Regions from separate parts of the Mus musculus genome. Here all the other regions are linked to region 1. Evidence: chromatin contacts called from public HiChIP or PLAC-seq and promoter capture Hi-C data. All regions are on one chromosome and are shown on one strand. Each heading gives the region's core, a stretch centred on a gene start, on an enhancer-like site or on the middle of the called end of the contact. The rest is flanking DNA. Distances are from core to core; before and after follow the strand shown. Region 1 holds the start of Trim56 (tripartite motif-containing 56). Region 2 holds the start of Ephb4 (Eph receptor B4). Region 3 holds the start of Ift22 (intraflagellar transport 22). Region 4 has its middle 21 kb from the start of 4933404O12Rik. Region 5 holds the start of Slc12a9 (solute carrier family 12 (potassium/chloride transporters), member 9). Region 6 has its middle 20 kb from the start of Ache.

Region 1 (4,618 bases), core at 1,885-4,384:
AACAGCCCTCGGGGACCTGCACTGTGCCTTTGTAGTCCCCATTGAGGGAGAAGCGTTTCAAGACCCTGTTCTGCTCATCTGCCACCAAGATTTCCTGGGGGCCGTAGGGACAGAGTCCAGTGATGCGAGGGGAGCGCTTGTCCCCGGGCATCCTCGTGGGGAAACTCCAGGAAAACACAGGCCGAGGGAGGAGGCCGGAACCTTCTAGGTTTGGCCTCAGGATGGGGCTGGGCTCCCGAGAAACAGACTTGCCTCTGCCTTTGCACTTCTTCTTCTTGTTAGGCCTGTTACCCCTTTCGATGAAGACCCCATCATCTTCTTGGGGGTTCTGGTCTTTGCCTTCTTTGGGAGTCAGGGGCTGGGCTCCACCCTGCTTCCCTATCTTGGTTCTATCGTCCCCTTGGCCTTGAGCTTCATCCCCTCCTTGGGTACCAGCCCCACCCTTCCCGCTGTCCTTCGGGGATTGTTTAGGCTCCTCAAAGATGAGTCGGAGCAGGTGGCAGTTCTTGTCCTCGAGCCCGGGATGGAGCTCTAGCTGGGGCAGCACACAGCGGGTGGGCCCAGACGTCCAGGGAGCATCCTGAAGCTGGCGCAGGCGCTGTGTGATTGCTCCCTCCAGCGAAAGGATCTCGGCCTCTAGACCCAAGCTGAGCACTCGACGGGCAAAGGCAGCCGCCGCCTTGGCCACCTGCTCCTGGCGCTCTATTTTGGTCAACCTCTCCCTGGTAGCCTCCTCAGCAGCCTCCACAAGGGCCCGGAGTTGTCCCAGCACTTCCTGCTTCTGGGCCAGCAGGGACTTGAGGATTCGTTCAGCTGCCTCCTCCACCTGAGTCCCCACACTGGCTGCCTGCTCCCGAAGCAAGGCCAGGGCTTCCTTTTCTGCCACCCGAGTGGCTTCTAGCTCCACCAGATTGCTGTCCACACCTGCCAATAACTCCTCAAGGCCTGGCTTCCTGGAACGCACTGCTTCCGCTAGGGGCAAGCAGGGGTGATCGATATGGGGACCCAGGCGGCAATCCTTGCAGAGCAACTGAGAACAAGGTTGACAGAGGAAGCAGAGGGCTTCCCCTGGGTGCTGGGGACACTGGGACGCCTGGCGCTCTCGAGCCTCTTCATCATACCACCCGGCTCTGTAACCCACCAAGTCAACGACACGGTGCTTATGGGTCTGCCGGGAGCAGCGATGCCCATCGGCACAGGCCTGGCATAAGTCGTCGGCACAGTCCAGGCACCTGGCTGTGGCGGGTCCCCCAGAGCTCTTGCCTCCCACCAGAGGGCACAGAGCGCAAGTTGGCTTCCCTGAATGGACGTCTCCGGGAGCTCTGGCCTTGACAAGATCCAAGAGCCCATTGACAAAGAAGTTGGTCTTAAAGGCGGCCACCCCTTCGGCGGGTACAGGCACAATCTCCCGACACTCGGGGCAGCGGACCTGACCACCGATGTCCAGTTGTGCCAGACAGTCCTGGCAATAGGTATGTAGGCATGGCAGAGTCTTGGGTGTGTGTAACTGCTCCAGGCAGATTTTACAGGCTAGGAAATCGCTGCTCAGAGCTTCCAGCAGAGTTGGGGAGGAGTCTTTGGAGTTCATGCTATAAGGGAAGGGGCAGAAGTCAGAGATACCTGGGCCAAGTCCCTAGCTTGGTCCTGTCTTCCCCCGCCCCACAAACACACTTCATCCTAGCCCCTCCCCTACTCTTTCCTGGTGTCCACACTCACCTGGATGTTTGGTACGTTCTGGCTTGTGGGAGGCACTAGATACCAGGGGAAGGGTTTTTTTCTTCCACTTTGTTCTCTTTACAGACACTCACCAAACGTAAACATGCGACCGGCTGTAGGAAGTGCTGAGCCTGTGGGAAAGATGAGACCAGGTAGCCCCCAGGCCTCAGAGATAGAATACTCTAATTAGTAACATACCAGGTCAAGGGCCAAAGGTAGGTGTAGCCCAAGCCCTTCCCGTCTCATGTAGCCCAGGCTGGCCTCAAACTTGGCCAAGTAGCCCAGGATGACCTTGACCTTCTGAACTTCCTGCCTCCACTTCCGGAGCCCTGGGAAGTTTATGTAGCACTGGAGAAGCAACCTAGGGCTTCTTGTGAGCTAGGCAGCCCTGCTCCTGGGTCTAGCTCCAAGCTTGTGCTCCTCCTGCCTCAGTCTCCTGCGTGCTCACATCACAGGCAAGCACCACCACGTTCACCTTGCCATGGGTCCTGTTATCAGTGGGTGCTAGGACTCAAGGGGCAGCCAGGAAGGACACACAGGTCAGGGGCATGCGAGCACTGTGCTTTTCGATGTTGGACAGGGTCCCGCAGTCTTTGTCCATCCATCTGTCTGGGAGGGTGTCCTGGGAGGGTGGAAGGGGCCCTACTTCCTGCCCCATCTAGCTTTGAAAATAACAACAGATCAAGATGAAGGCTCAGGGAGAAAAAGTTCATCTCCTTCCTTTTCCTGGACCTGGGGGTCATGTAGATCTGGCCTGACTCCTGGAGTCCTCTAATTTTACCATTCCTACCAAACTCATTCTAGAATCCCCTGGAGGGAAGGTACTGTAAGTCCCCAGCACGGTGGCGACTTAATAAAGAAAGCTGGAGCCCGAGACAGGAAGCTTGCCACAAATTTGAGGCTAGCCTGGGTTTAAAAGTGAGTTTCAGGACAGCCTGGGGCTACAATAGTGAGTTCTGGTTGAGCTTGCCCTACAGAGAGATCTAGCCTTGAGAGAGAGAATGAGAGCGATCACTTTTCTTTTTCCCCAGTGTTGGGAGGAAAAAAAAACAAACAAACTCGGAGTGGGGGGTGGGGGTGCGGTTGTCTACACTCAGTGAGTGTAGGATTCAGGACACAAGGTGGGAGGTGGGAGGCTGAGGGACAGGGCCTGGCTCCAAGCTTGTCCTCCCAAGCTTCTCAGGTCCCCTCTGCCCTCTCTCCCCTCCCTTCCTTTCCCTCTCCCGGGCTTTCTCACTTCCCCTTTCCTCCCTCCCCTCCCCCCAGGCTAGTCTTTCTGGGTGCTGGCTCTTAACCCCATCCGCCTTCCCGGGCTCTCCTTACCCAGCCACAGCTGATCCTGGACTCTCCCAGCAGGACCGGGGAGCCCCGAAATCCCGCTACCGCCAGCAGTTGACTACCTGCAAGAGAAACAAAACTGAAAGTAATCGTACTGTGGTGGTGCAACTTCCGTCCCCGGCCCGGGACAACTACTCTGGGGCGCAAGCCCCGCCTTCCTCACCACTCCACCCTGGAACCCTCCCTCCCCTCTGGCCGGGGCAATAAGGCCAGACCCGACTCCAGCAGGAAGGTCTGGGGGCTACAGGTTAGGGCGACTGGTAGCCCCAGGCTCAAGCTGTCAGCTTGTGTGTGTGTTGCAAACAAGACACTGCCCCAGAATCTATTCTCTGAGCATGTTTATCGGGTCAGGATGTTTATGTGTGGCAAGGAATGACAGATGAGCGATTGGGCCAGTGGGCGAGGCTCCTCGTGGGTCCTTTGCTAACCGTTGAAGCTGTGAGCCCCAGATAAGAACATTTCCAGAGCTTAGCGCAGTCTTTCTGGAGGAGGCTGTCTAGAGATGTGTTTGAGGAGGTCTCGGAGCATTTGGGGGCTTTCCCGGGGCAAGAGCGTTCTGAGAGCAACAGGTGTGCAGGGACAGAGAAATGACATCCGAAATCCTCAGCCTTCGGTGGTGGGCCACAGCTGTAATCCCTGCGCTGGGAGCTGGAGGCAGGAAGACCAGAGGTTCCATGCTAGCTAGCCTCAGATACTTGGCAAGTTTAAGGCCTGTGAAGCTTGAAAGAATCACAGGGGACCGTGTGAACCGTGGAAGACAACAGACGTTGTAGAGGGAGGAATTGACTAACATTGTTGGATGCCACAAACCAGGTAGTCAATCAAAATGAGGACAGGAAGTCATTGGGGTGGTAGCAGACCTAACATGGTTCACCTTGTCGATCTCCCTACCCTTTTATTCTCTCCCCCAAATTTTTGCTTCATGCTGGTGTAAAAGCAACATATTCAGAAAAAAAAATGTACTTTGGGTGTTTTTTTTTTCTTATGTATATATTTAGACAAAGTCTCGTTATTTAGCCCAGGCTAGCTTCAAGATCCTTCTGCCCCAGCCTCTTGAGTGTTGGTATTTCAGGTGTGTACCACCACCTCCATCTTTGGAAATTTTTTTTTTTTTTTTTTTTTTTTTAGCCTAGAAAAAAAAGTACAATTCCAAGGGGAAGGCCTGGAAAAACCAGACAGCACAGAAAGACAAGAGAGATTAAGGTTGCACTGGGGTGGACTCACCCCCATATGGCTCAATGGCTTACAGTGGTAGAAAGCTCGCCTGGTATGCCCGAGGCCCTGGATTACACCCACAGCACCTAATAAACTAGGCATAACCCCAGCACTTGGGAGGCAGAGGCTGGAAGATCTGGAGTTTGAGGTCATCTTCAACATATAGCGAGTTCCAGCCAGCCTGAGACATGTGAGACCTTGTTTCAACAAACAGAAAAGGATGTGGGCTTTGGAACAGGGGACACCAGAGTCCCTCGCTCTCAAGCCTGGTAACACCTCTTGCCAGCGGAAAAGCAGGAATTCCAGCAGAGTGAATTCCTTTGCTGTGAAGGTTGCCGACTTGAGAGAT
Region 2 (4,425 bases), core at 1,712-4,211, 230 kb after region 1:
GGCTTCAGAGTTTGTTTTGGTTTTAGATGATTTTTTTCTAGATGACTCAGTTTTGTCTTATGTGCATGAGTGTTTTGCCTGCTTGCATGTCTATGCACCACATGTGTGCCTGGTGCCCACAGAGGTCCAAAGAGGGCATTGGAGCCTCTGGAACTGGAGTTATGGATGCTTGGGCACCAGCTCGTGGGTGCTAGGAATCAAACCCACGATGTCCTCTGTGAAAGCAACAGGTACCCTTCACGGCCGAGCCATCTCTTCAGTGCCTTTCAAAGTTTTTGTAATCCTATTTTTTTTTTTTTTTAAAGATTTATTTACTTATTTATTATACGTAAGTACACTGTAGCTGTCTTCAGACACACCAGAAGAGGGCATCAGATCTCATTATGGGTGGTTGTGAGCCACCATGTGGTTGCTGGGATTTGAACTCCAGACCTTCGGAAGAGCAGTCGGGTGCTCTTACCCACTGAGCCATCTCACCAGCCCGTAATCCTATTTTTTATTTGCATATTTATTGCGTTAGGAGAGAGCCAGTGAAGGCCACAGTGTCCATGTGGAGGTCACAGATGACAGACAACTTCTGGAAATCGGTTTTCTCCTTCCACTATGTTTACCTTGAAATTCAAACTCAAGTTGTCCGCTTTGGCAGCTGGCACTTCTACCACAGAGCCACGTCCCAGTTCCTCCAAGTCCCCTAACACCGAGAAGAAGAAGAAAAACAAAAAGGTTTGAGATTTGGTTGGGTCTTTGGGACAAACACTGATTTTGGGCTAATGGGAGTTCTCACCTGCAGCAGAAGGCTAAGCAACTCAGTGCTGGCAGCAGGAGTTTCTGGTGGTCCGGGAGTGGAAGGAATGACCTCACACACACAGGATAAATGGAGGGTGCTTCCTGACCCGGGGAGTAAAGATCTCGGGCGTCACTTGCATGGAAAAGGGAAATCACGGGATTTTCACCAGTGCGCGCTCTCTCTCTCTCTCTCTCTCTCTCTCTCTCTCTCTCTGTGTGTGTGTGTGTGTGTGTGTGTGTGTGTGTGTGTGTGTGTGTGTGTAAGACTTGCAATGTAGTCCAGTCTGGTTCCACTTTCCTCCCAAGTTGTGGGAGTATGACCACACTGGATCTGTGTAGGAATGGGATGGAACTCAGGGCTTTCTGGGTGCTAGAGAAACTGTTTACCAAATTCTCTACTGATAGCAGCAGAGAGGCCAGCCCAGGAGTCATTCTTACTGATACACTGTCTTTGGGTTTTCGGAATAATCTGATGGGCTCTTTCATCTTTTCAGCTGGGTCTCATCAACCGAACCCTCCTCCACGCCTGCCTCTGTCATCCAGGCTGCTTGTCTCTCCTCTATTGAGGCGTTAATCGTCTCTGCATACTAATGAATTGCTTATCCCACTAAATGTGAAAATTTTTAAGCAATCAAAGGCTTGAAGTGGGCTGCTGATGGTGGCTCCTAGGGTGAGAACAAGCCACGACTCAGAAATTCAGGGGGACCCGGATGCAGAATGATAGCTGCAAAAAAGGGGGTGTCTGTGGATAAGAGAAGGGGAGCCTGAGTCTGCGTGGGGAAGGAGGAGGGGACTCCCAGATCTAGCCGGTCAGCCTGGCTCCAGCCAAGCCGGCTGTTTCCTGCCCTGGCTGACCCCCCACCCCGGAGCGGGACCCAGGCAGGGCTGTGAGGAAGGGCAGGGGGTGGGGAGCACTACTTGCGCCAGGAAGATAAGTGCACGGGGACAAAAGGCCATCACGGGTCTCCCGCGCCCGCTGGTGTGTGTGTGCGCGCAGGCGGACAAGAGGTCATCACCGGTCTCCCGCGCCCGCTGGGGTGTGTGTGTGCGCCCTTAGGGTATTTGGCAGACTCCCAGGTGCCCCAGACTCCTACCTCAGAGTTTCCAGACCCTGTACTAATTACCTTAAATTAAAGTCTCCTTACCGCAGCCCTTAAAGGACCGACTTCGGGAACAGCACCTCTCTCATCCAACCATCCCGTGCCCCACACTCACAGTGCCCTGATGTAGATAGGAGGCCGTCTTTCCTGGACCCTCCCCTCAAACTGATGGATGAGAGGGGGTGCTAGCAAATGAGAGGAAGGGCCCTCCCAGCCATCCCGAGGGCCCCCAGGAGCCAGACAGGAAACAGCCTCAGGAAAGAGCCACAACGGTCCCTACCCCCGCCTTGGAGGTCAAGGCTGCAGGCGGCGGGGAAGTGTCCCCCTCCTTTAAAAAAATGAAATGAGGTGTTACGGAGATCCCTCACCCTCTCTGACACGCCTGCCTTTTATTTACATTTTCTATACTTTGGGTTTCAAACCACTTTCTCCAGCGTTAGGCTGCGCGCTCAGTGGATCTCCAGGACTTAACGAGCACGCACTGATTGTGTGAGCGCTCTCTCCGGAGATAGACAAGCTGGGATTATTGCTTGAGGAACGGAGGTCTGTTGGGAAGCTCTCCATACCCAAATGCAAAGTTTTAACCTTCTCCTCCCAAATGCAATCCCCTGCTCCAACTAGGTGGCAGGGGGCGCATCCAGATGTGGAATCTCAGGTCCCGCTGCAAGGTCAAAGCAGGCTTTGTGTGGGGGCATTCACATTTACGCACACATCTGTGAGGCCTGGTAGGTTCAGGTCAGTCCTGAGGATTCCTGGGCTACTGCCCCAACATGCACAATCAGGGGTAGTAGGCATGGGACACCCAGCACCCCTGGACAGTCCCTAAGTTCCACACATGCCGCCCCTCCCCCTCTTGCAAACTTTCTCCTAACTTCCCGACAGGCTCAGTTCGGGCGGCCCCCCCTCTCATGAATTATTCAGCAGCATAGGAGCCAATCAGCTCCCCGTGCACCCCCCCCTCCCAGAGAAACCCGGGCTCCAGGGTGTTGGGAGATGGGGCGGGGGGAAACTCTGACATGGGACTGTCTCCGCCTCCTATGCGCCCCTCCCTCCTAGGCCAGGCGCCGCCCGACTCAGTCTCGACTCGGCCCAGCCCTGGCCCAGCCTGTTTCCCTCCCTCCTGCTCGGTTCCCACTTTGGTTTCCACCTTCCTTGACCGCGACCGGCGCACTAACCCCGGCGGCGCGACATCCACCAACCACTCCAGGGAGCGAGAGAGACCGCGAGCAATCGGCCCACCCCAGCCAGCCAGGGCGGGACCCCCGAAGCCCCGAAGGGACCCCTAACTCTCAGCCACGTCCCGATCTCCGCCCGCCCAGCGACGGCCACTGCCAGGACGTCCCCCCTCAAGGCTGGCCTCCCCGCGCGCGCGCGCTGCGGCGGGGACGTGGGGGCCGCACCTGAGCGCGGGTGCCTGGCGCGCCCGCATGGGCCATCGTTGAGAGGCCCTCGACGGAAAGTCCCAGCAGCAGAGTCGGTGTGCACCCGCCCAGGGGAGGGTCAGACCTGGGGGGGCCAGGGCCCCCCAAACTCGGATCGCATTCAGCCAAAGTGAGGCGGCGCCATGGAGCTCCGAGCGCTGCTGTGCTGGGCTTCCCTCGCCACTGCTTTAGAAGGTGAGTTTTCTTGGGGTGCCCCCTGTTCTTGGGGTCCCCCAAAGTTGTGCCTCAGAGTGCAAAAGCTGGTCTCTCCCTATCCCAACTCCGGTACCCCTTAAACACTTCGGACCAATAGCACTAGAACGGGAGGGGGCGGGGAGGAGGCGGCCTGGCGGGGAGTGGGGTTTTTCTTTTGTTTGGGAAAGAGATGGAGTCGAGAGCTCAGACCCGGGACCTTCCCTTACCCAGCCTTCTAAATTCTCAGTCCTGATGCCAAAGGCCCATGACAGCCTTCCTTTTCCTGTCCACCCTAATGTTCAAAACTATCCCCCAAAGTTTTTATCCTCTCTCCACCTCTGGCTAAACTCCAGGGGAAAGTTCCTGAAGGGGCACTTGCAGGCGAGGCAGACCCCAGCTAGGCCGTAAAGCGACCCCCACCTCTGGTTCCCTAGCGTTCATTCACACCTGGACTCCACACCCCAGTCAGGATGGCCCCATCTGCAGCCCCACTCTCCAACTCCCAAATGGCTGGCCAGGCTACTGACCTCGTGCAGACTCTTTTCTTGTTTTTCTCAAGGCTGTACCCCAACCTTTTACATGCCATTTAGACCTCAACTTTTCCCAAGGCTGAGGCTTTCTTCCAGCCATGCAAGCCCGCAGAAACTGCCTAACACCGGCCTGTGTCGCCCTAATTCACCCCAGCTGGCCGCCTCCTAGCCCGCCTCAGATTTCTGGTTTTTTTTTTTTTTTTCCTTCTGTATTCCTCTCCAAATGCCTCTTCAGATCTGTGAGCCCCTAACTCCACAGTCCCTCTTGGGGCTGCACAGGACTCATAACCCCCTTTCCTGCCTCCCTAATCTCTTTTCAATGAATTTGGCTCCCCCACAACCTCCCTTGCTGCTTAGAATCAAAGGAGAATCTGGGGAGTGGGACACAAGAGT
Region 3 (4,264 bases), core at 126-2,625, 210 kb before region 1:
AAAGAAATAATTTTCCTGAGGGGGTCTCTTGTCTTTTGAAACTTTTAAATTTTTTTTCTTTTTTCTTTTTTATTTATTTATTTATTATATGTAAGTACACTATAGCTGTCTTCAGACACTCCAGAAGAGGGAGTCAGATCTTGTTACGGATGGTTGTGAGCCACCATGTGGTTGCTGGGATTTGAACTCTGGACCTTCGGAAAAGCAGTCGGGTGCTCTTACCCACTGAGCCATCTCACCAGCCCTAAATTTTTTTTTTCAATGCATGCGAAAGAATGTATGTAATACATTGCCACTCTGGAACAAGAGCAATAAAATTAACCACCCGCGATTAATATAATGGTGCTTAAAAGTATGAAAGCCGGGGCTGGGGAGATGGCTCGGAGTTTAAAGCACTGACTGCTCTCAGAGGAGCCCCGACTTTGGTTTCCAGCATCCATTTTGGGCAACTGAACTTCCATAACTCTAGCTCCAGGGCACTTCCTTCTGGCTTCCACAACCACCTGCACTTTTGTATACGTGTGTGTATGTGTGTGTGTGTGTGTGTGTCCACACGCGCGCGTAGGTTTTGATTTTTTTTTTTTTTTTTTTTTTTGTTTTTAATATGAAAAAACTCAGAGAATGACCGAAATGTCAAAAGAACACACACACTGGTTTGGAGAAGCTTCTCCGCCGCCAAGAACAATCTCAGCATCAAAATAAATAATGACAGGGCTGCAAAGTGACTCATCAGGTAACGGCCGGAACCACCAAGCCTGAAATGGTGGTGGGAGAAGAAAACTGAGTCCTATGGCTTGTCCTCTGATCTTCACATATGTATCATGGCGGACACACATACACGCAGATAGATGATGATTGATTGATAGATATAACCTTTTAAATTGAAAAAAAAGTTGGGAGTCGAGAGTGGTGACACATGCCTTCAATGGTATTAAAGTTGGGGGGGCAAAGGCAGGTGGATATCTTTGAGTTTGAGGCCAGCAGGTCTACATGCGAGTTGGACTGGGGATATGGTGTCAATGACAGAGCGCTTTCCTAGGATTGATGACCACCTGAGTTCAATCTCCAGCATCCACCGCGGAAATAAAAGAAAACCAAAATCACAGTACTGTTTTCCAGGCAAGTTTAGCAGCTCCCTTAATCTATGGAGCGTTCAGGAAGACCGGGAGAAATAAAGCAGGTTGGAGCCTGGCTCTTGTACCCCTTCCAGAACGCTCAGGTTGCAGTTAGCAGGACCAGCTTTGCCTTTTCTCTTTTGGTCCTCCTCAGCTTCCATCGTAGGCCACTTTTCCAGGCTCCCGGAACTGTCAGGGTTTCCTGGGCTACTGCGCAGCTGTTCCCGGTCGCCGTGGAAACTGACCAGCCAATCAGAGCATGCGGCCCAGACTGGCGGACGCGGCGGGGAGCTTAGCGCGCTTTGGTGGTGGGCTTCCGCGGGTTCGTGTTAACGGACAGCGATGCTGAAGGCTAAGATCCTCTTCGTGGGCCCCTGCGAGGTAACTCAGGGCTCGGGGGCTCCCTAGAACTGGGGTTGTTCTCAGGAGGTGCAACTTTGTACCAGCAACCCCACTGAGGGCGGCAGCTGGCGCTACCGTGACCAGGCCTTCATCCAGTTCACCCCTCCCAAGTAGTGGAGGAGAATATTGAGGTACCCAGGTCTCAAGGGCAGCGGAAATAAGGGGCGCCTCATGACTTCCCCTCCGAACCTTCCGTGCAAAAGGAATGTGTCCATGAGATTAGAAAACTAGATATTTTCAATATAGGGACTTGGAGCAAGTGGTTATTAATATGAGGAAGTCACTCTATATGTGATTCACCGAATTAAAGTTCAGATGGACCGAAACTAAACATGCAAATAAGTTAACTGTAGAAGGAAGCTGGGTGCAGTGTCCCATGCCTGTAATAATACCAGGACTCAGCAGGCAGTGGAGGAGTGATCACAAGTTTAAGGCCAGCCTGGGCTATGTATTGAGTTCTGGGACAGCCTGAGCTACAATGTGACATGTCTCCGATAACAAAATTAGATAGATAGATAGATAGATAGATAGATAGATAGATAGTAGAATTCGGGAATTACCTACATGGTTAAAGTTCAAATCCTTGGGTCCCAGCTCAGAAGGTTAGCTTAATAATGTGATCTTCATCTGAGGTTATTGGCTGATGGACCAAACATGAGAACCAATGTACATTCATAGGTGACTATATGGTGAAGATATGTTTTTAATCCTAAGTTAGGAGGCTGGGGTAGAGCTGGGTGATAGGATGTTTGCCTAGCATACAGGAATCCCGGGGTTCAATCCTCTTCATATAAAACATTCATGGTGGTACATGCCTCAGTTTCAGGGTTTGGAAGGTAGAGAGGCACGATGATTGACAGTTCAAGGCCACAGCCCGGGCTACAATAGCAAGTCTGAAGCCGGCCTGGGATACGTGAAACCTGTCAGAGAAAGAAGTTGCTAAGTATGCACAGAAGCAAAGGAGGATTGAGCCATGTGTGGCGCAGGCCTGACACCTCAGCATACAAGACACTCAGGGTTGCCACAAGTTTGAGACCAGTCTGGACCATATAGGAGTGTTGAGTCTAGCCTGGGGCAGAGAGGAGGAGAAGGCTTAAAAGAAAGGAGGGGCTGGAAAGACAGCTTGGTGACTAAGAACACATACTGCTCTCGCAGAGAGAGCTGAGTTCGGTTTCCAGAACCCACGCCAGCTGGCTCACAATTGCCTTTAGGTTCCAGTGCCAGGAGACCTGACACCTCTGGCCTCTGTGGGTACAGGCACTCAATATGCACAGACCCTCACACGGCCTGGACATAATGGTGCGTGCGTTTAATTCCAGCACCAAGAGGCAGAAACAGGTAAATCTGAGTTGAGGGTCAGCCTAATCAATGGGCCAGCCAGGGCTACATAGTGAAACCCTGTATATAATAGTAAATAAATAAATAAATAAATAAATATATATAATAAATATATAAAATAAAATGGAGAGCATGGTTGTGGTTTGGAGAAAGTTTGCAGACTGTTACAGATCTGCGGTTGGTGATATACACAACGCTTCATCATTTTCAAGCCTGAGGCAGGAAGCTTGGTTCCCAGCCTGAGCTACATAATAAGTCCTTACCTTAAAGCAAGCAGCTTGGAGAAGAGAGTATAATTGCAGAGAGCGCTGTGTCTTTGGTTACTTGGTGGTCTGGGCTTTTTCTGAAGCAGGATCTCATGGAGCTTCGAATGACCTTGACCTCCTGATCGTCCTGCCTCTTCTCAGCCTCTCCACCCCTTCCTCTCCTCTTCTGTCCCTTTTATCCCTCACCTCATCCCCTTCTCCCATCCTGTCGAGTTTTACCAGGGCCCACTCAGGTTTAAGAGATTGACTTCTGAGGAGAGAGGAGCTTTGTTGTATATTCAGGCATATACAGGATGGTGCAAATACACAGAGAAGATCATAGCTCTGAGGAGGGAATCGGTGGATGGGGGGATGGATGGGTGAGCGGGTGTTGGAGAAGATGGGTAAAAGGATGGATGGATGATGGGTGGGTGATGGTTAGATACGGTGGGTGGGTGGGTGGATGGGCATGAGTGGGTAGAGGGGGTAAGTGAGTGGTGGCATTGATGGACGGGTGGGTAGGTGTTTGAATTGGGCAGATGGCTGGGTAGATGGATGGGATTAGTGGGTGATTGGATGAATGGATGGGGGGACAGAGGGGGAGTGAGTGGGTGGTTGAATGGAAAGATGGATGGATGGGTAGAAACCAGGTTTGGGTAGAGGGCTCAGAAAGGCTGTCTTACTGTCCTTTTATAGGAAAGGTGATTACTAATGTAATATATAAGGAGAAGTGACCCAGCCGGCCAAGAGTCCAGAAACCTGGGTCTCAGCGTTAACCTTGATCCTCTTCATGGCCTCTTATCTGTAACAGACTGACTGGCTGAAGCTGTGCAGAGAAACAGAGGAGGTGGTGGGACACACACTCACCTGGGGTGCTGCTCCTGTTGTTGTTGCTGCTGTTGTTGTTGTTGTTTGGTTTCTGGCTTTCTGTCCTCAGATAAGTTAACTGAGTACCAGCCAGGCTGTAAGGAGAGGCATACTGGGTCCCAATCCAAGCTGCTCCCATTGTGCTAGGGCAAGACAGCATGCTTCAGGGAGAAAGCATGCTTCAGCATGCTCTCTGTCTTCGAGATCCCAAGGAGTCGTGGCCAGTATTTCACCACACCTAGCAGCCCAAGCTAGCCTGGAACTTGCCTTCTTGCTACCTAGCCCCCTGTGTGCTAG
Region 4 (4,087 bases), core at 1,330-3,829, 180 kb before region 1:
TGTGTAATTTGCTTTGGTTTCTAATACAATTGCTTTCCCATTTACTGTTTTCAAAATTCACACCATGAAAAAGAGGCGGTTAAGTTGGAGCTAATGAGAGTCACTCTGAGGCTGAAAAAAATCTTAGAGAGCTGTTATTTATGGCCAGTCGTCCACAGGGACAAGATAGTAGATTTTAAAAGAGGTTGAAAGATAATATAATGAAAACAACAACAAAAGAAAAAACCCACTTGGGAGGCAGAGGCAGGTGAAATTCTGAGTTCAAGGCCAGCCTGGTCTACAGAGTGAGTTCCAGGACAGCCAGGGCTACACAGAGAAACCCTGTCTTGAAAACCCGAAATGTTAATAATAACTAAACAAAAAGTAGTGTCAGGAATTGCACAAGAAGCCCAGGACAGACAAGAGCCTAAGGATGTCTTATGTAAGCTAGGGTTCTTGGAGCCATTTTGTTTAAAAAAGAAAGAAATCCTGTTCTCAGTAATGACCCTTGATGAACTTAGTTTCAAATGAGATTTTGGGGTTTAATGCATCATACAACAATGTCAGGAGGTCATGTGACATGACTCTGTCTCAGGACTGGAGACTTCACAGACCTCCGCACAGGGCCACAATGCCCTGACTGTCCTGTCTTTCTGTCTCTTCTAGAACTAGCCCCGTGACAGAAACCAAATATAACATTGGCCATTGGGCCTCCCTTTTCAGGCTTCCGTGAAATTGTGAGACAATTATGCATCAGCCACTCAGCTTTAAGCTTTTCCCAGAAAACAAATGCCTTTCTCTGTCATCTTACCAAGTTCCCTGAAGCCCGCTGGTGCCTTCAGAACTATCCCGTGGGTCTGTGCCATTTGAGGAGTACATTTGTCATTTGTCTTCGCTGGGACTATACGTTTTATGTGGGTTTTTAAAAAAAGAGATTGGTTTTATTTTGTGTGTGTGAGTGTTTTGCCTACATGCATGCATGTAACACTGCAGGCTTGCCTAGTACCCGTGGAGGCCACAAGAGGGCGCTAGAGTCCCTGGAGTTGTAATTATGGGTGGTTGTGAGGCATCACGCAGGCGCAGGCAACCAAGCCTGGGTCCTGTGTAAGAGCAACAAGTGCTGTTACCAACTGAGCCATCTCTCCTGTCCCAGAACAATAGTTTTGAGTTCAGCAAGCAATTGAATGTGTGTGTGTGTTTCTTTGATTTTTTGAGACAGGGTTTCTCTGTATAGCCCTGGCTGTCCTGGAGCTCACTTTGTAGACCAGGCTGGCCTCGAACTCAGAAATCCGCCTGCCTCTGCCTCCCGAGTGCTGGGATTAAAGGCGTGCGCCACCACGCCCAGCTGTGTGTGTGTTTCTATGTGTGTCTGTGCATGTGCAGTGTGCTCAGGCGCTCCTTTCCCCTTCCCCAGTACCCTTTCTATCTTTGTATTCAGTCCCCCACAAAACTCAAACAAAAGTGGTTTCTCAGTTATGATTTATTTCAGTAGATACACTCAATGTAGACACAGCAGGGAGAGATATAAATAGCTGGAGGGTGCTGGGGTCAAGCACACACTTTCTTGTTTCAAGAGCAAACTACAGTGATTATATTGCTGTTATTATAAACAGATCTGAGATGTTTAAGCCTGTGAGTTTAGAGCCAAATAGGAAATTCATGGCTCTGAGTTTAACAATAGTTAGGGTGTTCTCAGTTATTTTAATTAGAAATGGCTGAGAGTAGTTAACAGAGAACAGTCTAAATTACTTTACGTAGATAGTTGGTTTTCGAAAACGTCCAAAGTCCACACAACGTGACATTTAATGTTATTTATTCATTTGTTGTTGAGACCAGTTCGTTCCTGACAGCTTTCCCTGTCTGTCTGGGATTCAAAGAAGAAACTGAGCATCTTTGAGTTACTCCAGTTGTGGCGAAACAGCCACTAGGCAAGAATTGCCTCATCATTTCATCTACAGCCATAATGCTGTCCAAAGTAAGGACACAGTTATAGGTTAGGACAGCTTGATTCTGCAGAGACAGAGTAGGCCAGTCCTTAATATTCCTATTTCTCTAGGTCTGTCAGATGACCCTGGCCAGTAGGCTGAAGACCGATGCTCCAACTGCTGAAGTAAGGGGCTGTCCAGGTGATCAGCAGTCTCTGTGGATTGGCTACGTTTTGGAAGCTGTTTTAGGCTTTCTATATATTTTCAGTTAATATCAGTCAGTCTTGGATTTCTGATGGGGTTGAGACCCTACATAGTCTCCTAGCCAAGCCAGGACAGTTCTGAGAGGATGGTTTTCAGATGGCATCCTATCTAAAGCTAAGACACAGCCAGATGTAGAATTATAAGGCTTTTAAGTAAGGATAGATGATAAGAGGTTCTGTTTAACTAACAAAGATGAAGGACTGGGTGTTTAGGTCTCTTGTACTTTATAAATTACAAAATAATGATAGTTATATTCAATTATATCTAAGATAAAATAGTCTTTTAATTGGACAGAAAGGGGGAAATGTTGTGGATAGCCCTGGGGCTAATCATATTTGATGTTAATTCTGTTCTCTGGTGAGTGGTTGGAACAAGGAATGAGTCAGCACCCAGGTGATTTCCAGTAAACCTGTTTCCCACCTTCATTTGTAAAATAAAGGAGAGCTGATGCTTGGGCAGATAAAAGGGAAGGTGGAGCAGAAGGTGGGAGGGAGAAGAAGGAGAAAATGGAAGGGGGAGAGGACGCAGAGGAGGAGGAGGAAGAAGGAGAAGATCGGAGCGGAAGCACATGGCCTGGAGATACCGCAAGTTCTAAGGGGTCTCATAGATGTGCAAGATGGTAGTGTAGCGGCAGATCTGCCCAGTCTAGGCGCACAGCTGTAATCACATGAACTGTTATGTGTTTTCTTTGCCGGGGCATATTTGGGAGGAGATTCACCGCTACAGAGGCTGGGTTGGGATGTCCTTGTCCTGGAAATCTCACGAGTCCTAAAGTCAAAATTCTCCACGGGAGTTGGGCCCGTGCCTGTTATGTGACCACCAAGCTCCCATACAAAGCCACAGGTGAGTACAGTGAATCTTCATGCCTACTTTTAAAATGCTGGGGGACTGAAGAGATGGTTCTCTGGGTAAGAGTGCTTGATGCAGGAGGATCCGAGTTCAAATCTCCAGAGCCCACATAAAACAGTCAAGGCCAAAAAATAAAAAAATAAAAAAAGCCCGGTGTGGTGGCGCACGCCTTTAATCCCAGCACTTGGGAGGCAGAGGCAGGCGGATTTCTGAATTCGAGGCCAACCTGGTCTGCAAAGTGAGTTCCAGGACAGCCAGGGCTACACAGAGAAACCCTGTCTCGAAAAACCAAAAACCAAAAAACAGTCAAGGCCACACTGTAACCCTGTGAGCTCAGGGCTGTGGAGGCAGAGTCAAATTCTGGGGCTTGTCAGGTGCCAGTCCAGCTCCAGATTCAGCGAGAGAGCCTGTCTCCAGGGCAAAAGGCTGAAGGTGATAGAGCAGGACCCTCTGCATTTGCAAATGTGGGTACGTACACATATGCACACACACAGAAAGGGCTAATGAGAAGCATCGGTGGGTAAGGGCACCTGTCACCAAGCCTGAGAGCCTGGCTCTGACCCCTGGGACCACATGGCAGAGGGAGGGACCCTGGTGCCTCCAAGTTGTCCTGTGACAACATGCAGAGTCAAACATAATCACATGCTCACACACAGCACACAGCACACATTTTAGAAAGTAAACCTGCCCTTGTTAGCTTTTTGTTACTTTGACAAAATGTCCGAGGTCTTCACCTAGAAGAGTGCATTCAAGCCCGGGTGTCGGCCCAGGCTCTGACTGCTTTGGGTCAAGGCAGAGGTCATTCATGTCAGGAAGCAGGTAGCAAACTAAGCTGCTCTCCTCCTCGAGTCTGGACCAGGGATGCTTGAAGTCTTTACAAGTCCGAAGTGATGGACTTCCTCCAACCAGGCCCCACCTCCAGACCCAAACCAGAGCTACCAGGACAGCCTAGTTCATCATTCTGTTAAATTCCTGTAGGTATGTTTGTTGTATGTGCTCGTGTGTGCAGTTGCATATGCCAATAAGGAGAGGACTTCGGCTGTCCCACCTTACTGCCTTGAGACAAGGTG
Region 5 (4,684 bases), core at 107-2,606, 220 kb after region 1:
GGCCTGCAACAGCCCAGCGTGGCCCACCACGAACCCTGCACAGGGGGAGAAAAGCAGGTCACAAGGGATGCTTATATACCTCTCCCCCTTCCCCCCATCCCACTGGCCAGCACAGTCCCACAGCAGAGCCACACACAAGGCCTCAAGGGGCCTTACCCTCCATCTGACCACATGTACTAGGGTCCATCCCTAGCCTTAGCCCCTTCCCAATAATTCCCTCCTCTACTCACCAATCCTCAGAAACACGACTATGCTAAACATGGACAGAACCGTGGGCACCACCACACCCAGGAAGGTGGAGAGCTTGCGGGATGATGGCACTCCAGATACTCCAGCTCCATTGGGAGGGAAGGCAGCCCCCTCTTCCCCCAGAAGCCGGTAGGCCAAAAGAGGGGAGCTCTCGCTGGCCATTGCTGAACGCCAGCAGAGGAAGCCACAAAAGGGCTAGGAGACCTGTAAAAAGAGGTTTTAGTGGCTGGATAGCAATACCACAGACCCTCTCTCCCTAAACAAAACCCTAATTAAACACTCAGTTTCCTCAAAAGGAGAGTTGCAAAGGATACACACACACACACACACACACACACACACACACAGGGCACAGAAACTCAAAACTGTCCCAGCAACTTCCCCACTCTCGGACCCTGGTGTTTAAATAATCAGGGTCCCTTTCAGTTCTTAGGGACCGTGTCATCCTCCGTGCCTCTGAAACTAGGGGTAGCAGTGAGTCTGCGAAAGGGACACAGATCCCCTTGTCAAATAGGTCTCGCCTTAATTGGCAACAAGAGGGGAAGAAGATCTCCTCAAAGGGAAGTTAGCTATTACCAGTAAACACCTCCTCCCAAGTCCTATGCTGCTCCTGTCGAGTACCCTCAATACAGCACCTCACACATGGGCAATAAGAAACTTTCAAAGCTCTCAAAGCTCCACCTTGTATCACCCCTGTCCCTCAACCCATCTCAATCCTGACCAGATTTTTCTAATCTCTACAATGAGCCCTCCAAACTCTATCAATCCAAACAGAGCCATCAATTGTCCAAACACAAATGCAGGCAGCCTAGCATCAGCCACACAGGATCCCCAGGGTCCTCCTCCCCCACCCACCCGCTCTTGTCCACTTGCTTCAGTAACTGGATGCCTGGGGGGGGGCGGGGGGGACAGGCATCTGGCTCCAGCCGGCCAAGTGCACCCTGCATCTGGGTGCCGCAGGGTGCTCACTCACCACCTAGGAATGAAGCTGCTCCGGTGTGATCCCAGCGCGCCTGTGGGGCTCCGCTATAAACCGAGGGGGCGAGGGAGCCGGAAAAAGCAAGCGGGCTACCGGGATGTCAGGCCCGGAGCCTGCCCTCCCCAGCAAGGCGTCCCATTGGTCCCGATTCAAGCCCCGCCTCAAAGGTGTGGTCTACACTCAAGCCCCGCCCACACTCTCGTACGCTGCCTTGCAAGCCAAACCGTTCCACGTGCGTCTCGGGTGTCTTTTGCAAGGTAGTGGGTCACGATCCTCAGAGCCCCCCGTTGCCAGGATGCTAGCAGATGCCCATGGTGAGGGTCTGACTGCACTCCGAGCTCCAGGACGCCCCCAGGAATATCTGAAAGGGGCGCGTGGCGACTGCGGAAAAGTGGAGTGGGCGGAACCGCGGCACCTGACTCAGGTACACACCTGGGAACTGAGAGCGACGTCGGTCGGCGCCTGCCGGAGTCGTACTATTTCAGCTTCTCGGGAGACCCAGAGTGCCTCGGGCTTCCAGCCTGGTCCCTTTCACATTCAGAGGAGACCCCCTCCTCGTCCAGTTTCAGCTCGCAGGCTGCGCTCTTCTCTTCGGCCACGGGAGGGAGCCGTGATCCTCCATCCCGACTCAGGTCCGGGTAAATAAGCAGGTAACCCTGCTTGCTTTTGTGCCTAAGATCCTGTAACTGTGAGCTGGGCAGTGGTGGCGCATGCCTTTAATCCCAGCACTTGGGAGGCAGAAGCAGGCGGATTTCTGAGTTCAAGGCCAGCCTGGTCTACAGAGTGCGTTCCAGGACAGCCAGGGCTACAGAGAAACCCTGTCTCGAAAAAAGAAAAAAAAAATCCTTTATCTGTGACCCCAAAACTCCAACTTCAACCCTTACAGGTCTTACCAACGACGCTTCCTCATCTATAAAACGGGACTTAAAAAAGACATCCCTTCAAGGAGAGCAGTTGAGAGATGAACTAACCGTGTATACTCGCAGGGGGCATGGGTGGGGGCGCTCTTTATGTAGACCGGGCTAGCCCCATTTCAATACATAGCTGAAGAAGACTTCGTGTTTCTGATCCTCCTGCCTATACCTCCCATGTGTTGGGATTACAGATAAGTAACAGCACAGCCTGATGCAAATATTTATTTTCCTAAAAGAGCACTGCCCCCACCCACCCCGAGATTAAACACAGAGCCTCAAGCACACTAAGTGATGCTATAGTACATACGAAGCCTTAACATATTGACTCTTTAGTCCAATACATACATATTCATTTTTCCCCTCACACGGTATTGTATTAAATATGCATAACCATTCTGTGAGTGCACGTTCTACTACTGTGGTTGTATTAGATTAGGGAACTGAAGATGGGAAGCTTTTTTTCTTTAGATTTTTTTTTTAAATGTGAGTATTTTGTCTCATGTATGTATGTGTACCACGTGCGTGCCTAGTGGCCATAAAGGTTAGAAGGGGTGCTGGATCCCATGGGAGTATAGGTACGGATGATTGTCAACCACCATGTAGGTGATGGGAACGGAATCTGGGTACTCTGCAAGAGCAGCAAGTGCCCCACTGAGCCATCTCACTGGTCCCCCTTGGAGACCTTTAGCCACATGTTCTGAATTTTTATGTAGCGTAGCAATTCATGGTCACCCTGTTATTTGGACCTCCAGAATGAGCACAGTTATAGAGTCTCACATTCCCATAGAAGAGGCTGGGGCTCCAAGTTACCAAAAGCACTTGTCCTAGAAGCACAAAGACCCGAGTTCTGATCCCCAGAGCTCAAGTAAAGGAATCTGAATAAGCCGGATGCTGGGGAGGCAGACAAGAGGATCCCTGGGGCTCAGCATAGCTGCACTGGTGACCTCCAGGTTCAGTGAGAGAAATAAAGTAGAAAGTTACTGAGAAAGACACGTGACCTAGGCTTCCTCGTGCGTATGAATTTATGTGGACACAGATGGGCACACCTGCTGTGGCTCTACCAAGGATAAATCAGGCATCCCTGCTACCCATGTTTCAGACAATATTTGGCGATTTTTTTTTTTTTTAATTTCTAAAAGCTCCCTCCACTCTGACTATGCAGTTTGTGTGATTGTTTGAGCCTGGCTCTTAAGTAACCCAGGCTGCACAGCTGTGGATAACCATGAATTCCTAAGCTTCCTGCCTCCTCGTCCCAAGTGCTGGAATTATAGCTATCTTGCCACCATGCCTGCCTTCTTCTTTCTTGGTTGTGTCTCCCCCACCCCCTCAATTTTTCAAGACAAGGTTCCTCTGTGTAGCCCTGCCTATTCTGGAACTTGGAACTTGTTTTGTAGATTGGCTGGCTTAAAACTCAGAGCCTCTGCCTCTGCCTCTCTGCCTCTGCCTCTGCCTCTGCCTCTGCCTCTGCCTCTGCCTCTGCCTCTGCCTCTGCCTCTCTGCCTCTGCCTCTGCCTCTCTGCCTCTGCCTCTCTGCCTCTCTGCCTCTGCCTCTCTGCCTCTCTGCCTCTGCCTCTGCCTCTGCCTCTCTGCCTCTGCCTCTCTGCCTCTCTGCCTCTGCCTCTCTGCCTCTGCCTCTCTGCCTCTCTGCCTCTCTGCCTCTCTGCCTCTCTGCCTCTGCCTCTCTGCCTCTGCCTCTGCCTCTCTGCCTCTCTGCCTCTGCCTCTCTGCCTCTCTGCCTCTCTGCCTCTCTGCCTCTGCCAAGGGCTGAGATGAAAGGTATGAACTACCACATCTGGCTAGTCTTGTTTATGTCTTTTTGTTTGTTTGTTTTTGAGACAGGGTTTCTCTGTAGCCCTGGATGTCCTGGAACTCACTCTGTAGACCAGGCTGGCCTCAAACTCAGAAATTCACCTGACTCTGCCTCCCAAGTGCTAGGATCAAAGGTGTGCGCCCCCACTGCCCGGCTGTTGTTTATGCATTAAGTGTGGTTTTGTCTGTTGGTTTTGAGGCTGGGTTTCATGTAGCCCAGGTAGCTGGCACTCAACTGAATCTCAGAGGTATACCTATGTAATAGCACTCGGGTATATCCTCTGACTGTTACCACAGAAACCTTCCATCCAGTGAAATGTCTTCAGGAAGCAGCCCAGAATCAACTCCAGCGTCAGACAGCCTATCAGGGTAGGCTCACAATCCTTTCATAATGAGCCTCTCTCCCTGGAAGAGAGGAAAAATCAAATAAACTATATACTGATCATGGTAGTTCATGCTTGTAACCCCACCATTCACTCACAAGGCTGGGACAAGGGGAGTGAGGGTTCAAGGTTATCCTTGTCTACATAGACACTTTGAGGCCAGTGGAGTCTACATTAGAACCTATCTCAGCACTGAGGAAGAGGAGAAAGGAGGGGAAGGAGCTGCCACCCTCTGGCTTTTTTTCTTTTCTTTTTTTTCTCCTTCCTCCCTTCCTTCCTTCCTTCCTTCCTTCCTTCCTTCCTTCCTTCCTTCCTTCCTTTAAGACAGGGTCCCACTAGTGTAGCCTCTG
Region 6 (4,270 bases), core at 1,769-4,268, 150 kb after region 1:
ATACTTATGTGATTTCTATGTGTTATATGTATGGTGTGTGTGTGTGTGTTACATGTATGCAGTATGCATTGTGTACTATGTGTATACAGTGTGTGTGTGCTCAGTGTATGCAGTATGTATGTGTGCTATGTGTGTGTATATGTGTATGTGCATTTGTGTGGTACATGCATGTTGAATGTACAGGTATGTGTATGCAAACACCAAAGCAGCCCACCAGATATCTTCCTTTGCTGCCTTCTACCTTAGTGTCTTGAGACAGGGTCTCTCACTAACAGGAAGCTTGTTGTTTTAGTACACTGGCTTGTTAGCCAGCAGATCCGCAGGATCCACTGTCTCTGGCCCGAGTGCAGTTACAGGCACACATGGCTCCTCCCAGCTTTTTACACGAGTACTGAGTCTATGGACACCAATCCTCATGCCTGCAAAGCAAGCACCCCAACCTACTGGGCCATCTCTCCAGCCTTGTTCTTGCTCTTTTCAAAGAGGATCTCATGCAGCCCAGAGCAGTCTCCAGCTCACTACATAAGCCAGGATGAACTTGAAATACTATTCCTCTTGCCTCGATCTCAGGCGGGATGAATCATACCCGGCCTTACGGGGTTCGCGCATGCTAGGTGTGCATTCTACCAAGTAAGCCATCCCCCCACTGGTCTCCCTCCTTTCTTATCCATATCCCATCTTCCCTTCTCTGAGCCTTCTTCTCCACTGCTGTCTAGAGTCTTCCAGCCCTCTTGGATTTTGGGTCCCACCTTTTAACCAATGCCTGCCCTTTCTCTCCAAATTAGGAGACCCCCCAGAGCTTGGCTGAAGGGTGACCCATACCATAGAAACAGAAATCAGCTCAAGAGGGAAAGGATAGAGAGGGAACTCCAAAGGAGAACAAGAGACTGGAGTCCATAGACTGCTAAGACTAAGGGATGGGCAGAGAGGACCACGAGGCATGAAGGGACCTGGAAGAAGAGGAAGCATCCAGAAAGAGATGTCTGAGCAGAGAGCTTGCTGCCCTTCCTAACATGGTGACTTTGGCTCCCAGCATCCATGTCAGGCAGCTTAAGGCTGCCTGTAACCTCAGCTCCATTGTGCTCTCTGGCCTCTGTGGTCTGTGATGCACGGTGGGGGATACACATTTTATACAGTGGTTCTGTCCTGGCTTGTTTTATTTTATTTTATTTTATTTTATTACATATGTAAGGAAGGGAACGTGAACCCACAATGCAATGTGGAAGCCAGAGGACAACCTTGAGCATCTTTTCTCTCCTCTTGGAGATGGAACACGGATGATCAGATTTGTCAGCAACATCTCTATGTGCTGAGTCATCACACTGGTCCAGCAAGCGTCCTCTCCATACCTCCAAATACACAGACTTATCTCTCCCTGGCAAAACTGTCAGTCACAGCTTAGGTGCCCTCAGCCATCATACCTCTGCCTCATGAGTGCTAGAATTACTGGTATGTACAATACTCCTAGCTTGGGCCCTTTCATTCATTACACACAACACATGTGTTACATATAACAGCACTAAGGATCAGACAGCCACAGTGGGAGTGAGCGTGAAGCATCCCCATCTCTTGTAACCTGGCTTTAGCATCTGTGTAGGGACTCAGGCATGCCTTTCCTATGAGCTGGGATGTCACCTCTCATCCCAGCCGCTGGGGAAGCAGGGTGCATGAAGATTCCCCAGCTGGGTCCCTGTCTGCTAAAGCTGTCGCCTGCAGGGGACGCTGGAGTGCTCTGCAGTTGGGCTGTAGCAGAAACAAACACTAAAGGTCAGAAAGGAGGGAGGAAAAAGGAACTGGGGGTCCTTAGGTGTGAGCCCCACACTTTATAGTCTTGGGGCAGCGCTATTTTTTTTTCTCCCTTTGCTCGTTTACCCCTCCCTTTGGGGAAGGGGATGCTGGTGCTCCAGCCGGGAGCCTCTCCTGCACACTGGGTAAGCACCATGCCCTGATAACCACTGTGCCTCTCCAGCCTGGGAGATCCTGGGAGAAAAGCAAGGCAGGCTTTGAGGTTCCCCAAGGCGAGGTGAGCAGCAAAAGGCAGAGTGGAGAGGAGAGAAAGGGGGAGAGAGGAAAGAGGAAAGAGAGAGAGGAGGAGGAGAGGGCAGGAAAGAGAGAAACAGAAGCAGGGATAGGAAGGTGAGGAAGGAGAAGGTGGCAGTAGTGATGATGATGATGATGATGGTGATGGTGATGGTGATGGTGATGATGATGTGATGGTGATGATGGTGGTGGTGGTGATGGTGGTGATGGTGATGATGGTGGTGGTGGTGGTGGTGGTGGTGATGGTGGTGATGGTGATGGTGGTGGTGGTGGTGGTGGTGGTGGTGGTGGTGGTGGTGATGGTGGTGGTGGTGAATGACGATAAAAAGAGCAAAGGTGTCAGGACAAGGAGGAAGAATTCCCCCTGAAAGGGGCTCGGGAGTTGAGGGTAGACTGAGGAGTGCTGGCAGCTGCAGAGAGGGGAGACAGACAGCAAGCAGAGTCCAAGCAGCATTGTCAGCCAGCTGCTGCCCCCAGGATGCAGGTGTAGGCATCAGAAGCCTGCGGCTTCTCTCCTCCCCTTCTAGCCTCGACAGCCAGAGATGGGAGAGACCCCTCTTCCTGCTCTGCAGGCCTCACAGCCAACCCCGCCCCGCCCCACCCCGCCCATCCTTGATCAGGAGTCCCGAGGGTCTCACCAGCCCCTCTCTCACTGCAGCTCCCCCCTCACCTGCTTCCCCAGGGGAGGCTCTGAGGAGCCAAAGGAGACTGAGCAGCAACATAGACGTCAGCAGGCTGGGAGCAGAACCGGATCCAGAGCCGGGGGGGTGGGGTGGGGGGTGGAAGCTGTGAGCCGTGGATCCTGGCCCCAACGCGGTGCACTGGCTTTCTGCCCTGCCAGGAATGAAAACAGAACAATTTCACCTTTGAGCTGCGCAGCCTCCCTCTCTTCTCCCCGCTACCCGGACATCAGTGCTGTAGAAAGGGAGGGAACAGGAAGCTAGGGCAGGCCTACTAGGGGCCAGGTGGGAGAGCCCCACCCTTGGCCTTCCTGTCCCCCATGACTCCATCCTTTCCAAGGACTCCGCCTTCCTCCCCTGCCTCCTGTAGACAAAGGACCAGAACAAAGCCCTGTCAGCCTTTCAGCTTTGCTTCAAGTCCCCTCGACCCTCTGTCCACAGCTGTGGGACTCAGACTGTGACTCCACGGGGAATAACGCAGAATTTAACCTAAGTCTTTTCACTATCAGAAGAACTGGACTGGGTCCCAGGAAGGGAAGACAGCTAGCCACCGGGACAAAAATGCTGCTTTAGTGTGGAAGGCAATGGCGGGAGGGTTCAAGTCTCTCAGAGCCCATAGGCAAGACAGTGCGAGGCCTGTAACAACCAGGGCTGGGGAGACAGACAGGCAGGTCCCAGGGGCTCACTGGGTAGCTCGCCTCACCAATGTGGGAACTCCAGATCAGTGAGAGACCTTGTCTGGAAAAATAAGGTAGGAAGTGAAGAAGTGAGAGTTGGAGTTGGAGGTGAGGGGATGGGGAGGGAGGAAGTGGGGGTGGGGAGGGGCGGTGTGTTACGAACACACATACACGCATACACGCATGCACACACACACAAAATAATTAAAAAGGACACATACAAGATTTGGGGGGTTGTCTTTGGGAGAGGGAGAGATGTGTGGGAGGAGGAAGAGACAAGAGTACAGTGGAAGATCTACAAAGTACACTCCTCAGCAGATAGACCATCAACCACATACAAAGTGTACAAGAACACAGTTTTCAAAAGAAAAACAGAAGATGATTTGATTTTTTAAAAAAAAAATTTGGGTAGCACTGGGGATCAAACCCTGGGGCATCCGGAATGCTTGCAAGCACTTTACCACTGAGCTGAATAGCCCCAGTCCGTCTAGCGTGATTCTGAATTGGTTGGGAGACAGCTGAGCAAGTAAGAGTGGGTAGTGCTCTGTGGAGGACCAAGTAAGAACAGGTACTGCTCTGTGGAGGACCAAGTAAGAGCGGGTACTGCTCTGTGGAGGACCAAGTAAGAGCAGGTAGTGCTCTGTGGAGGACCAAGTAAGAGCGGGTAGTGCTCTGTGGAGGACCAAGTAAGAGCGGGTAGTGCTCCTTGGAGGACCAAGTAAGAGCGGGTACTGCTCTGTGGAGGACCAAGTAAGAGCGGGTACTGCTCTGTGGAGGACCAAGTAAGAGCGAGTACTGCTCTGTGGAGGACCAAGTAAGAGCGGGTAGTGCTCTGTGGAGGACCCTGGTTTGCTCCACCACACCTGTATGAGT

What was found. HiChIP or PLAC-seq counts read pairs in DNA pulled down with a chosen protein or histone mark. Capture Hi-C pulls out chosen DNA fragments and counts their contacts.
Region 2: a contact with region 1 is called in a promoter capture Hi-C map of liver. The contact joins the promoter of Ephb4 here to the promoter of Trim56 in region 1. A contact is called at or near these places in 23 of 39 promoter capture datasets (the 3T3-L1 cell line, 3T3-L1-derived adipocytes, the C10 cell line and 15 more), 6 of 484 Hi-C or Micro-C datasets (B cells, bone marrow-derived macrophages, embryonic stem cells and 2 more), 13 of 115 datasets of contacts at active chromatin or transcription factors (T-cell acute lymphoblastic leukemia, bone marrow-derived macrophages, cardiomyocytes and 6 more) and 5 of 9 other capture datasets (adipose tissue, embryonic stem cells, liver and 2 more).
Region 3: an H3K4me3 HiChIP or PLAC-seq map of embryonic stem cells shows a contact between it and region 1, with 2.9 times the contacts expected there. The contact joins the promoter of Ift22 here to the promoter of Trim56 in region 1. A contact is called at or near these places in 3 of 39 promoter capture datasets (the 3T3-L1 cell line, cranial neural crest and macrophages), 15 of 484 Hi-C or Micro-C datasets (8-cell embryo, CD4 T cells, bone marrow-derived macrophages and 8 more), 10 of 115 datasets of contacts at active chromatin or transcription factors (the SCID.adh cell line, bone marrow-derived macrophages, effector CD8 T cells and 4 more) and 4 of 9 other capture datasets (adipose tissue, liver, macrophages and 1 more).
Region 4: an H3K27ac HiChIP or PLAC-seq map of embryonic stem cells shows a contact between it and region 1, with 10 read pairs. The contact joins the enhancer-like site here to the promoter of Trim56 in region 1. A contact is called at or near these places in 18 of 39 promoter capture datasets (the 3T3-L1 cell line, 3T3-L1-derived adipocytes, the C10 cell line and 14 more), 41 of 484 Hi-C or Micro-C datasets (the AML12 cell line, the CH12 cell line, the G1E-ER4 cell line and 19 more), 23 of 115 datasets of contacts at active chromatin or transcription factors (the HPC-7 cell line, the NIH/3T3 cell line, acute myeloid leukemia and 13 more) and 6 of 9 other capture datasets (adipose tissue, embryonic stem cells, embryonic tail and 3 more).
Region 5: a promoter capture Hi-C map of adipose tissue shows a contact between it and region 1. The contact joins the promoter of Slc12a9 here to the promoter of Trim56 in region 1. A contact is called at or near these places in 13 of 39 promoter capture datasets (3T3-L1-derived adipocytes, the C10 cell line, the HPC-7 cell line and 9 more), 1 of 15 datasets of contacts at CTCF or cohesin (large pre-B cells), 6 of 484 Hi-C or Micro-C datasets (CD4 T cells, the HPC-7 cell line, LSK cells and 3 more), 20 of 115 datasets of contacts at active chromatin or transcription factors (the 230-238 cell line, the SCID.adh cell line, bone marrow-derived macrophages and 12 more) and 5 of 9 other capture datasets (adipose tissue, embryonic stem cells, liver and 2 more).
Region 6: a contact with region 1 is called in an H3K4me3 HiChIP or PLAC-seq map of pro-B cells, with 2.9 times the contacts expected there. The contact joins the enhancer-like site here to the promoter of Trim56 in region 1. A contact is called at or near these places in 2 of 39 promoter capture datasets (cranial neural crest and macrophages), 1 of 484 Hi-C or Micro-C datasets (bone marrow-derived macrophages), 19 of 115 datasets of contacts at active chromatin or transcription factors (the 230-238 cell line, the SCID.adh cell line, T-cell acute lymphoblastic leukemia and 14 more) and 3 of 9 other capture datasets (adipose tissue, liver and pancreatic islet).

The regions. Positions count from the first base shown.
Region 1 is chr5:137,113,073-137,117,690 of GRCm38.p6, forward strand. It overlaps Trim56 (tripartite motif-containing 56), which reads right to left and starts at 3,135. Exons shown (of 3, transcript NM_201373.4): 1 at 3,040-3,135; 2 at 1,717-1,881; 3 at 1-1,589. The coding sequence starts at 1,588.
Region 2 is chr5:137,347,148-137,351,572 of GRCm38.p6, forward strand. It overlaps Ephb4 (Eph receptor B4), which reads left to right and starts at 2,962. Exons shown (of 17, transcript NM_010144.6): 1 at 2,962-3,502. The coding sequence starts at 3,451. Gm52791 (a long non-coding RNA gene) reads right to left here and starts at 2,905. Exons shown (of 3, transcript XR_003955817.1): 1 at 1,932-2,905; 2 at 785-919; 3 at 453-691.
Region 3 is chr5:136,906,775-136,911,038 of GRCm38.p6, forward strand. Ift22 (intraflagellar transport 22) reads left to right here and starts at 1,376. Exons shown (of 5, transcript NM_026073.3): 1 at 1,376-1,496. The coding sequence starts at 1,458.
Region 4 is chr5:136,938,457-136,942,543 of GRCm38.p6, forward strand. No RefSeq gene overlaps it. Among named protein-coding and RNA genes, the nearest start is that of 4933404O12Rik, 21 kb to the left of the region's middle. Within about 2 kb of position 2,580, at least 13 of the 459 cell types and tissues checked have an H3K27ac peak or open chromatin away from gene starts, as enhancers often do. A contact at or near this core is called in embryonic stem cells and nephron progenitors, where this site is marked.
Region 5 is chr5:137,332,226-137,336,909 of GRCm38.p6, forward strand. It overlaps Slc12a9 (solute carrier family 12 (potassium/chloride transporters), member 9), which reads right to left and starts at 1,357. Exons shown (of 14, transcript NM_031406.3): 1 at 1,223-1,357; 2 at 231-453; 3 at 1-35. The coding sequence starts at 411.
Region 6 is chr5:137,265,778-137,270,047 of GRCm38.p6, forward strand. No RefSeq gene overlaps it. Among named protein-coding and RNA genes, the nearest start is that of Ache, 20 kb to the right of the region's middle. Within about 2 kb of position 3,019, at least 48 of the 459 cell types and tissues checked have an H3K27ac peak or open chromatin away from gene starts, as enhancers often do. A contact at or near this core is called in adipose tissue, embryonic stem cells, intestinal crypt epithelium and 2 more, where this site is marked.